3 separate regions of the Ovis aries genome follow, and all the other regions are linked to region 3. A link is a contact called in public Hi-C data. All regions are on one chromosome and are shown on one strand. Each heading gives the region's core, a stretch centred on a gene start, on an enhancer-like site or on the middle of the called end of the contact. The rest is flanking DNA. Distances are from core to core; before and after follow the strand shown. Region 1 holds the start of JADE2 (jade family PHD finger 2). Region 2 holds the start of CDKN2AIPNL (CDKN2A interacting protein N-terminal like). Region 3 has its middle 42 kb from the start of JADE2.

Evidence for each region. A called contact is a pair of places that touch in the nucleus more often than the background predicts.
Region 1: a contact with region 3 is called in a Hi-C map of liver, with 2.8 times the contacts expected there. The contact joins the promoter of JADE2 here to the enhancer-like site in region 3. A contact is called at or near these places in 2 of 16 Hi-C or Micro-C datasets (liver and muscle).
Region 2: a Hi-C map of liver shows a contact between it and region 3, with 4 times the contacts expected there. The contact joins the promoter of CDKN2AIPNL here to the enhancer-like site in region 3. A contact is called at or near these places in 3 of 16 Hi-C or Micro-C datasets (liver, skin fibroblasts and tail adipose tissue).

Annotation. Positions count from the first base shown.
Region 1 is chr5:43,698,022-43,701,023 of ARS-UI_Ramb_v3.0, reverse strand. JADE2 (jade family PHD finger 2) reads right to left here and starts at 1,544. Exons shown (of 12, transcript XM_042250530.1): 1 at 1,439-1,544.
Region 2 is chr5:43,609,167-43,612,135 of ARS-UI_Ramb_v3.0, reverse strand. It overlaps CDKN2AIPNL (CDKN2A interacting protein N-terminal like), which reads left to right and starts at 1,637. Exons shown (of 2, transcript XM_060415745.1): 1 at 1,637-1,891. The coding sequence starts at 1,653.
Region 3 is chr5:43,656,037-43,658,736 of ARS-UI_Ramb_v3.0, reverse strand. No RefSeq gene overlaps it. Among named protein-coding and RNA genes, the nearest start is that of JADE2, 42 kb to the left of the region's middle. Within about 2 kb of position 1,341, at least 45 of the 54 cell types and tissues checked have an H3K27ac peak or open chromatin away from gene starts, as enhancers often do. A contact at or near this core is called in liver, muscle and tail adipose tissue, where this site is marked.

The DNA of each region.
Region 1 (3,002 bases), core at 295-2,794, 42 kb before region 3:
GCGATGGCCGCGGTCGGCACCATTCACCAACCCCCCTGTGTATGTTTCTGTTTCTTTTTAAACCAAGACTTCCTTGTGATCTCTTTAGAAAAAAAAAAAAATGTGTTGGGGTGGGGGTGGGGTGGGGGCAGGCGGGAGGAGCGAGGGAGGGGGAGTAGCCACTTTTTTCTTATTCACTCGGATCTCCACTCCTGACCCCCCCCCCGTCCACCCCCCCGCCCAGTTGTTTGGCTCCAGCAGCGGGTTCAGGTAGCGTTGCAGGCCTCCGGGTGGAGGGCACCCTGCTGGGCCGCCCTCTTGCCTGCACCTCGGGCCTGTACTCCCCACGGGCTCTGGGGCACCCCCAGCCCGCCCTGTCCCCAGGGCCGGGCCCAAGCGGCGGCTGCGCCCGTGCAAGTCCCATCAGGTCTGCTCACACTTCACACACTCACACACATACCCCGCCCCTCCACTCTCACTCACACTTTCTGCTCACACCCCGCCCCCTTCGCGCCCCAGACCGGGGCGGCGCCCCCCGCAACCTTTAAAAAAAAAAAAAAGCAAGCTTATACTTAAAAAAATCTTTTGGCGCCATATTAATGACGTACTTAAAATTTGCCATTTCTCCCTGCGTCAAAAAGACGTTTCTTTGCAAATAACAGCCTGAAGGCGACACTCGCGGAGGGAACGAGGTTTGCACAGAGCACCCCGCCTCCCGGGGTTCCAGCGCTGGAAGACCCTCGCTCTAGGCCCTGCTGGTTAAATCGCTGGTTTAAAAATGCGAAACGAATAAATCGCGTGGCGTTTTGCAGCGCCAGAAGTGAGCAGAAAGTGCTGGCAGGAGCGGAGGGGAGGGGCGCGCGCGAGTCTGGGGGAGGGGGCGCGGCTCTCCTCCCCCACCCAGAGCAGATGGAAACTAACATCCCGGGCTGGGGAAACTTGAAATTGTGGGCCACCTCAAGAAGGAGGGGCGGTCCGTAGAGAGGGTCCCTCTCGGTTTATCGCCCCCTCCCCCCGCCCGAGTGCCTCCGGGCACCCGGCTTAGCCCCGCATTTCCGGGGGGTAGAGAACGCAGTGATGGGTGAGTGGGTGGGTGGCTGCACGTCCTGGTTCCAGTAGGAGTTTGCCCGAGGGTATCCACTTCCCCCTTGCTCCTTCCCACTCCCCTTAAAGGGTTAAAAACCAAGGGGCAACTTCCAAGGATTGGCACTTGGCGAGGAAGCGGGGCGCCCCTCTCCCCACCCTTCGCCTCCTCGCCCCTCCTCCTCCGGCTCCACTTCCCGACTTGACCTTGTGGTGCACAAACAGTTCGCTGGGATCCTCGCAGTTTCTGGAAGAAGAGCTTGCGCTCGCCAGGCAGGCGGGCTGTCGGGCGGCTCTCGGGCGCTGGCGGGGCCTTGGGTCCGTTCCCGGAGCCGCGGGCCACACCCACCCAGCCCGCTGCGCCCGCCGCACTCACCTTCTCTCGAGGAAGGAGCCTGGCTGGCCTTCTGGATGGGGAGAAGTGGGGGGCAAACTGCAGCCTTCTCAGATGCTCCCAGCTAGGGAAGGGGTGGTCTGGACTCAGGCGGGGTTTGGGGGAGGGGGAGACCTGGGAGCCAGGCCCAATATCCTCAAAGCATCATTGCCAACTTTTTCTAACCCCTCCTTTTTGGCTATCCCTCAAACATGATCCAATAATTTCTTCAACCTCACCTTTGACTTTGAAGGCACGTGGGTGAGTTGTGAACTGAAACAGGAACCGCCTCCCCTCTCCAAGACTGAAGGTTGTTTATCCTTTCTTTTCCCTCCACCCCTTCTGTGGAAAGATAAATATTCAATTTACATAAGATGACATTTATGTGACAATTAAGAAGATTCCCTGATGGAATGTTGTGAACACATTTGCTTATAGGAGAAATAAATCCAATAATAAACAAATTCATAATAGCACAAATCCTCAGACAGGGCGGATTGTCTACACAACAAAGAGGGAGATGATGGATGCTGAAATAAGCACTTTTTGCCACAGGAAAGAAATACGAGCTCCAAGGGAGTCACTGCAACATTTCTCTTCCATGGCCTCCATTCACAAAGTCTAGGGAAGTTTGCCAGCAAGATTGAGGGGCTGGGTATCACCTCCCAATTAGATCTGCTCCAGCGTTCAGTAGTCAGTTGGTAGGTTTTCTGAACCTCAAGCTCAGCGCCCAGAAACAGGTGTCCCAGACTGTGAGCATGTAACAAAATGGTTAAATAGGGAGGCTCTAATTCTGGCTCTGCAGTTCCAAGGCTGCTTCATATGGGCAGGTGAATTCATCTCTGGGTCTCTTTCTCCTCTTCTGTAGAATGGGGTGGTTGGAGGCTTCCTGAGGCCATATATATATATATATATATATATATGGACTATAACTGTATAGCAGGGTCTGACTCAGTGTATACGGTGCACATTAGCACTTTTCCTGGTGCCTACATTTTGGAAGGGTGCAAATACACTCCCTGAGAGCTGTTAGCACTAAGAAACTGAGGGACATATACAAGATTTCCCACTGTGGGCCAAAGGGAAGGCCAGGAAAAAAACTGAATGATTGTGGACTTCATGGTCAAGGTCCAGATGGTAGCTGCATATCTGAGGTGAGAGTGGAGGTACCAAGATACAGTGGCACAGTTGAAGGGAACTGCTCTTGTTAGAGCTAGTTGTAAAGGGTTTACATGTAGGAGAGGACTGGACAGGCTCCTCCTCTTAGCCATCCTGATCCCATGGCAAGCAGTTATTAAATGACCTAGAGGAAGAAGAGGGAGTGAATGACCATTTATAGGGCACCTGATCTGGGCTGTGGACTGTTAGTCATCCTCCTTCATCCTCAGGAAAACTGCATGTTACCTATTCAAAAGATTTAGCAACTTGCCACCAGTAGAACAGCTAGCAAGTGGCAGCAGAACGGGCACCTAGTCCAGCGGACCCCAGGACCCATGTGCTTTCCATTTTACCACACTGCCAAAAATAAAAAGTACTAGCATGGCTGGTTTGACTGGGGATGGGAGCC
Region 2 (2,969 bases), core at 388-2,887, 47 kb after region 3:
GGCCATGGCAGTGAAAGCACCAAATCCTAACCACTGGACTACCGCAACTCTTAAGGAATCTGTTATTTTAACAAGCTCCTTAGGTGATGTAATCTACACTTAATTTCAGGAACCCCAGCTCTTGGCACCTATTGCTGACTGATGTGGAGAAGCTGAGTCTGTCTGATTTCACAGGTCTGTTCACATTCTTCCCAATAACCAGGGTAAAAGTAGCATGCCTCCCTATTGTTAACCACAATGGGTGTCACTGAGCCTGGTACTGTTTTTTGCAGGCACAGTCTACTTGTGAGACTGCCTGATATTTCCATTCCATACCTGTTTTATGCCTGCTAGAGGCCCTGATGTCTCATCACAAGCTGCAGAAGCAGGAGACTCATAGGTTGCTTTGCTCCTAAGCCTCACAATACTGGACCTACACTGAAGCCTTGGATCCTGGACTCTAGGCTCAGTTCTGTACTTCAACCCACATTTGATGGGGGAAGATGGGGAAGCCTATTAGCTCAATAACTTCCCAAGGTTGATGGAAGTGCAAGTGGTTTCCCAGTTCCTGAATGAGATGTGAAATTCAGCTTTTATGAACTCGTTTGTCAGTGGGTCTACCTGACCCTAGAACCGACAGCAGAGTCAGGCCAACTCACCTGCTTATTTCCTCCAGACACTTCCATTTTGGCTCCTGCCAACATCTTTTGGAAATACCTGGTTAAAATCCTTCAGTGGCTCCCCATTCTTTTTAGGGCCTAGGCCACAACTCCTTCTGTGATCTACTGTCCTTGGTGATCTTTGCATCCTTATCTCCTCCACTGTCCCCCTACTCTAGGATTTGTCATACAGATCTTGCAGTTCTCTCACCAGTTCGGGGTCTCCTGCGGTGCCCTACTCTTTTCCGGGTACTTAACTCTTGTCAGTTCCTCAGCTCTCCAGTATCATTTCCCTGACCACCAAGTCTGCATCAGGTCTCTTGCTTATCCATGCTCCTGGCACTCTGGGTCTCTCTTTTATTAAACTTCGTCAATGCTCAAAAGTCTTCCTTGAGCAATTATTAAATATTCACTAATAATGTCTATCTCCCCCAGCAGACTAAAGTTCACTAGAGGAGCGCTCTGAGTTTGCTCTCATACATCCCAGCACCTAGCAAAGGGTCTGGCAAGCACTCAGCTGAATCGCTAATTGGTTCCAGGAAGGCGGGCCACAAGCTGGGTGGAGTGTCAAGGCCTCTGGGAATGGATAAAAGTAGACCCTGAGCAACCACACCTGTAACTCCTCGGAACTGTGGGCAATGGTCCCGCGGGCCAGGTGCTCAGGGAATTCCCAGGTCAAGGACACAGTAAAAGCCCTGACTGACGTCCAGCTGCCGAATGGGAGAGGGCCGTCCTTGCTCTGTGCTTGGGAAGGCCTCCGTTTCCCTACTGGTTTCCCACTCGGTCCAGTGAGAACTGCCCCTGAGGCCCTGAGGTAGAGCCACTCCAGAGGCGCCGGCTGAGGTCTGAGGTGCCGGTTCGGGCTGGGTGAGGCCGCCGCGCCCGCCGAGGGCGCTCCAGACCAATCCTCCGGCGCAGTCGCGCGCCGCCGGTGCTCCTCTAGCCGCAGAGCGGTGGCGCGGTGCATGTCGGGAAGGCGGTGGGCGGGTCCAGCCCTTAGCGGTGGAGGGCGCCATGGTGGGTGGCGAGGCTGCCGCTGCCGTGGAAGAGCTAATCTCGGGTGTGCGGCGAGCGACTGACTTCGCTGAGCAGTTCCGCTCCTACTCGGAGAGCGAGAAGCAATGGAAGGCCCGCATGGAATTCATCCTGCGCCATCTGCCCGACTACCGCGATCCACCCGACGGTGGCGGCCGCCTGGACCAGCTGCTGTCCCTCTCCATGGTCTGGGCCAACCACCTCTTCCTGGGTTGCAGGTGCGGACCCTTGCCGGCTAACTGACCCTGTCCCAACCCGCAGTCCTAACCCCAGGGCTAGCCCCCGCCCAAGGCTGACCCCCGTCCCCAGTCTCCAACCGTACTGGCCAGGCCTAAGGCAGAGTCCCACCTTAGCCAATTCTTGAAAAGATACTAAACCTCTCAGAGCTTCGACTTTCTCATCTGGAAAATGAATTGTGATGACTACAGTATTAAAGGGTGAAAAGCACTTAGCACAGGCGGTCATCTAGCAAGAAGAGCCCTATACGTGCTAGGCGTTCAATTTTGTATTTAGTAATGCAAAATACAAATATTTTGTTTGTACTATTACTGTAATTACTTCAAGCCATCCTCTTTCTGAGTGCATAATTTTAAGTTCATTAGCTCCTTTCTTCCACATGGCAAACGTGCAGGGACAGAAACTGAGATCCCCAGTTTACATAAGCAACTGAAGAGAGGGAAAGAGACATACCTAGGACCATGCAGCTTCTGGCAGGATTGGTGGATTTTACCATTTATGGCAGGATGTAGTTTGTGGCCCTTGGCTTTTTCTCTCACATCCTAGTCTGCTGGACCCAGTAGCAAGCAGCACTCTTTGCCTCTCTGCCTTTCCTTTTATGAAAATAACAAATGCCTTCAAGAACTGTGTTTGAAATGCTTGAAATATGGCACTCTACCACTCCATGAAGTGGTTGGCAAATCTTTAGGCTCCATCCTTTTATTTAGCATTTCCTGAAATTCTGTTAGGATAATGAAATGACTTAGTTGACTAGTTCTGGTCTCTGTGCTCCTTATGGCTGTGTGGTCACATGGCCCCTCCAGTCCTAAGCCACTTGGTTTTGCTTTCAGATTTGGGGAGTTATTGGAACAGAATTTTGGGAAGCAGTGCCTGCTGCATCCCTTCTGTTTCTCTGACTTCCAGGTGCCCCTAGTAAATTCTAGTTAACAAGATCCAAGATTAGGCAAAAGAAAGAATATTGGACAAATGAACAAGTAACATTATTTTCATTAGACCAGTATTCCACATATTAAAAAAAAAAATTGGCCCTCATACCATATCCAAGAATACGTACTGCCA
Region 3 (2,700 bases), core at 92-2,591:
CCCTAACCATGACCAGGTATCCCTGATTCACCGAAGTTAACCTGGGGACCTGATTTTGGTAATAGGATATTGCTTGGAGCCTGTAACCCAGATTTGTGAGTCTGCTAGACTCAAAAATTTCTCTTATGACCACGGGCCCTTGCCTGGGGCATCTCTACAGGCTCACCTCCCTTTGAGGAAATGGTCATTGAATCTGGGTTCTAGGAAAACCAGGATTTCCTTGGTGATTACATGTGCCATCCATTTCACCTGGGCTAGAGCCACAAGGAAGATACACTTGTTAACCCAGTGTGTATCAGAAGAGCACCAAGTCCCACGGGGCTGGGTTTAAGGTGCAGAGGGTCTTCTGTATACTTTGTCCCTTTCTTAGAGAACAAAGATGCTCATTAACTAGTATATGAAAAAAAAGGCTCTGGTAAAGTCTGCAGTGAATGGTGTTTCAGTTCAGTTCAGTTCAGTCGCTCAGTCATGTCTGACTCTTTGAGACCCCATGAATCGGTGTTTAGGTTTTCTGAAAACGCTGCTTCCTAAACATACTTGCCCATGGGACTCATTTTTTGACCACTTCACTCATTATCATCCAGGGACACATCGCCCTAACGATAAAGTCCAGAACTTATGACTGGCATTTGGAGCCTGCCCTACAGATTTCACTGGTCAACCTCTCTCCTCTCCTGCCATCAGGACTCCTCTTCACATCTCGTGGGTTCTTCTCCTCCAAGGCACAGCCCACAGCTGTCTCCACCTGTTGGGGTGCCAGTATCCCTCAGCCAGTGTTTCCTTAAACACTCGAAGACCCCCCTCCTTCCCACAAATCCACTGCTGGCTATTACTTCCATCCTTGAGTATGCCTACCCCTGGATGCCTGTCCTTTCCCTCTCCTCCTTTCCAGGTCATTTCTTGCTGCTCTCTTGGTGCTCTTATGAGATCAAAGGCTTGGGAGACTACATTTGACAACAAGGCAAGGGGGCAGGACTGGGTCTTGAAGCATTCTCAGAACCTGAGCCTCCTCTCTCAGCCTCCTAACAGAGATTCTGCTTCAGGCAGTAGAATTTTGCGGGGTAGGATCAGAGGTGGAGAGGGTGTGTGGAGGAAAACCCAGTGCCAGCTTCTTCCCTGGGCAGGGACCGGAGGCTGTCTCCATGCCTCAGTATGGCACTTGGTGAATGAACAACCAGTGACAGTTCTCAGAGAGAAGCCCCTACCCACAGTTCAGGACACATTTCCCAAGTGGGAATTTGCCAACTTCCCCAAACTCGACACATCCTGGCTGGAGCTGCCTGTAGGCCGGGCACCTCCGGGGCAGCCGGGCAGGGCGGGGTGGCCTGCAGAGCCGCGGATGGGCCTCACACCCAGCAAGGGCCAGGACACCCAGTCCTTGGCGGAGGCCCAAACCGGCTCTGTTTACAGAATCTGTCAGCTCTATTTCCCCCTCCCCCTCCCACCACTTCCCCTTGAGTCCTGGGGGCTGGGAGCTCGGCAGGCGGGGCCTGAGGGAGCCTAGGAGGCAGCCAAATCCCAGGCGGGCCCCTCAGTACCCCTCCCCTCCTTGGCTCCTAGGGTCCAGGCGTCCCGCTGTTCCAGTCTTCTGGTTTTCCCTTTAAAGCACTGAGTGGGAATGCGCATTCTAAAAAGAGAAGCCTGAAGTAGTCAATGCTTACAATCCCAAGGAAAGTTTAGCCAACGGTGGAAAGATAGGCGCTGTGCCAGGAGCCACAGGGAGATTTTTCTAAGCCGGGGGCTTCCTGGATACCTCCAGGCAGTCCGAAAGGAGGGTCCCTCTTTCCTAAGAACCCCAAACCGATGGGCCCCGGGGAACTTTTCCAGAAGTGCCGGAGGGACTTGGCGCAAATTAGCTGTAGCCGGGCGGGCCGGCCGGGGGCTTTCAGGGGGTAGACAAGTCTAGAGATAAGGCCAACTGCCAGCCAGGCCGCAGTGACTCAGCTGCGGCGGCAGCAAGGAGGCTCCGCCGGCCCCGAGGAACGGGACAGGGGAGGCGGGGCCCAACCTGCGACGCCCCGCCCCGCCCCGGGGCTCCGGGAAGACCGGCCCACCGCCCCCAGCTTCCCAGATGCGCCCGGATTTCCCACGGGTTTCCCCGCCTGCTGCAAATAGTGACAAAAGCTGGCACTCTCAGAGCGCTCACTATATGTTCGGCACTTCGCCGGCATCCTGTCTTGTTATCTCCATCAAAGCTCTGAAGCAGGCGGTATTATTACCTCCATTCAAAGACAAGGAATCTGAGGCTCAGAGATGCCAAGAGATTTGCTCAAGGTCACACAGCTACTGAATGGTAAGCGCCAGTTTCCAACCCCCCAGACACCTTTTGCCCCTTCCCAGCTCCTATGTCTATCATGTCCTGCCCTTCCAGGTGCTAGCAGGTTCCCTAAGGGTGCTTTCCTAGGCAAAACCAGAAACCTGGACATCCCCTAGCCTGGGGGCTAACTCGATACAAATATTTATCGTTTTTGAGGCAAATGCAGCGGTCTTGATTATGCATCTGCTGAACTCCCAGCCTGGTTTCAGGTGGCAGCAAAGTTCCCCAGCCCTAAGTTTCCTTTTGACCTCCATTCTGAGGGGAAACTCCTAGGCACAGAGCTAGGTCCCCAGGGAACACTGGGCTGCCAGCACCCAGCCCTTTCCTCTGGAGAGATGTGGTATCCGGAAAGGCCCTGCCTTGCTCACAGATTAGCTCCCCAA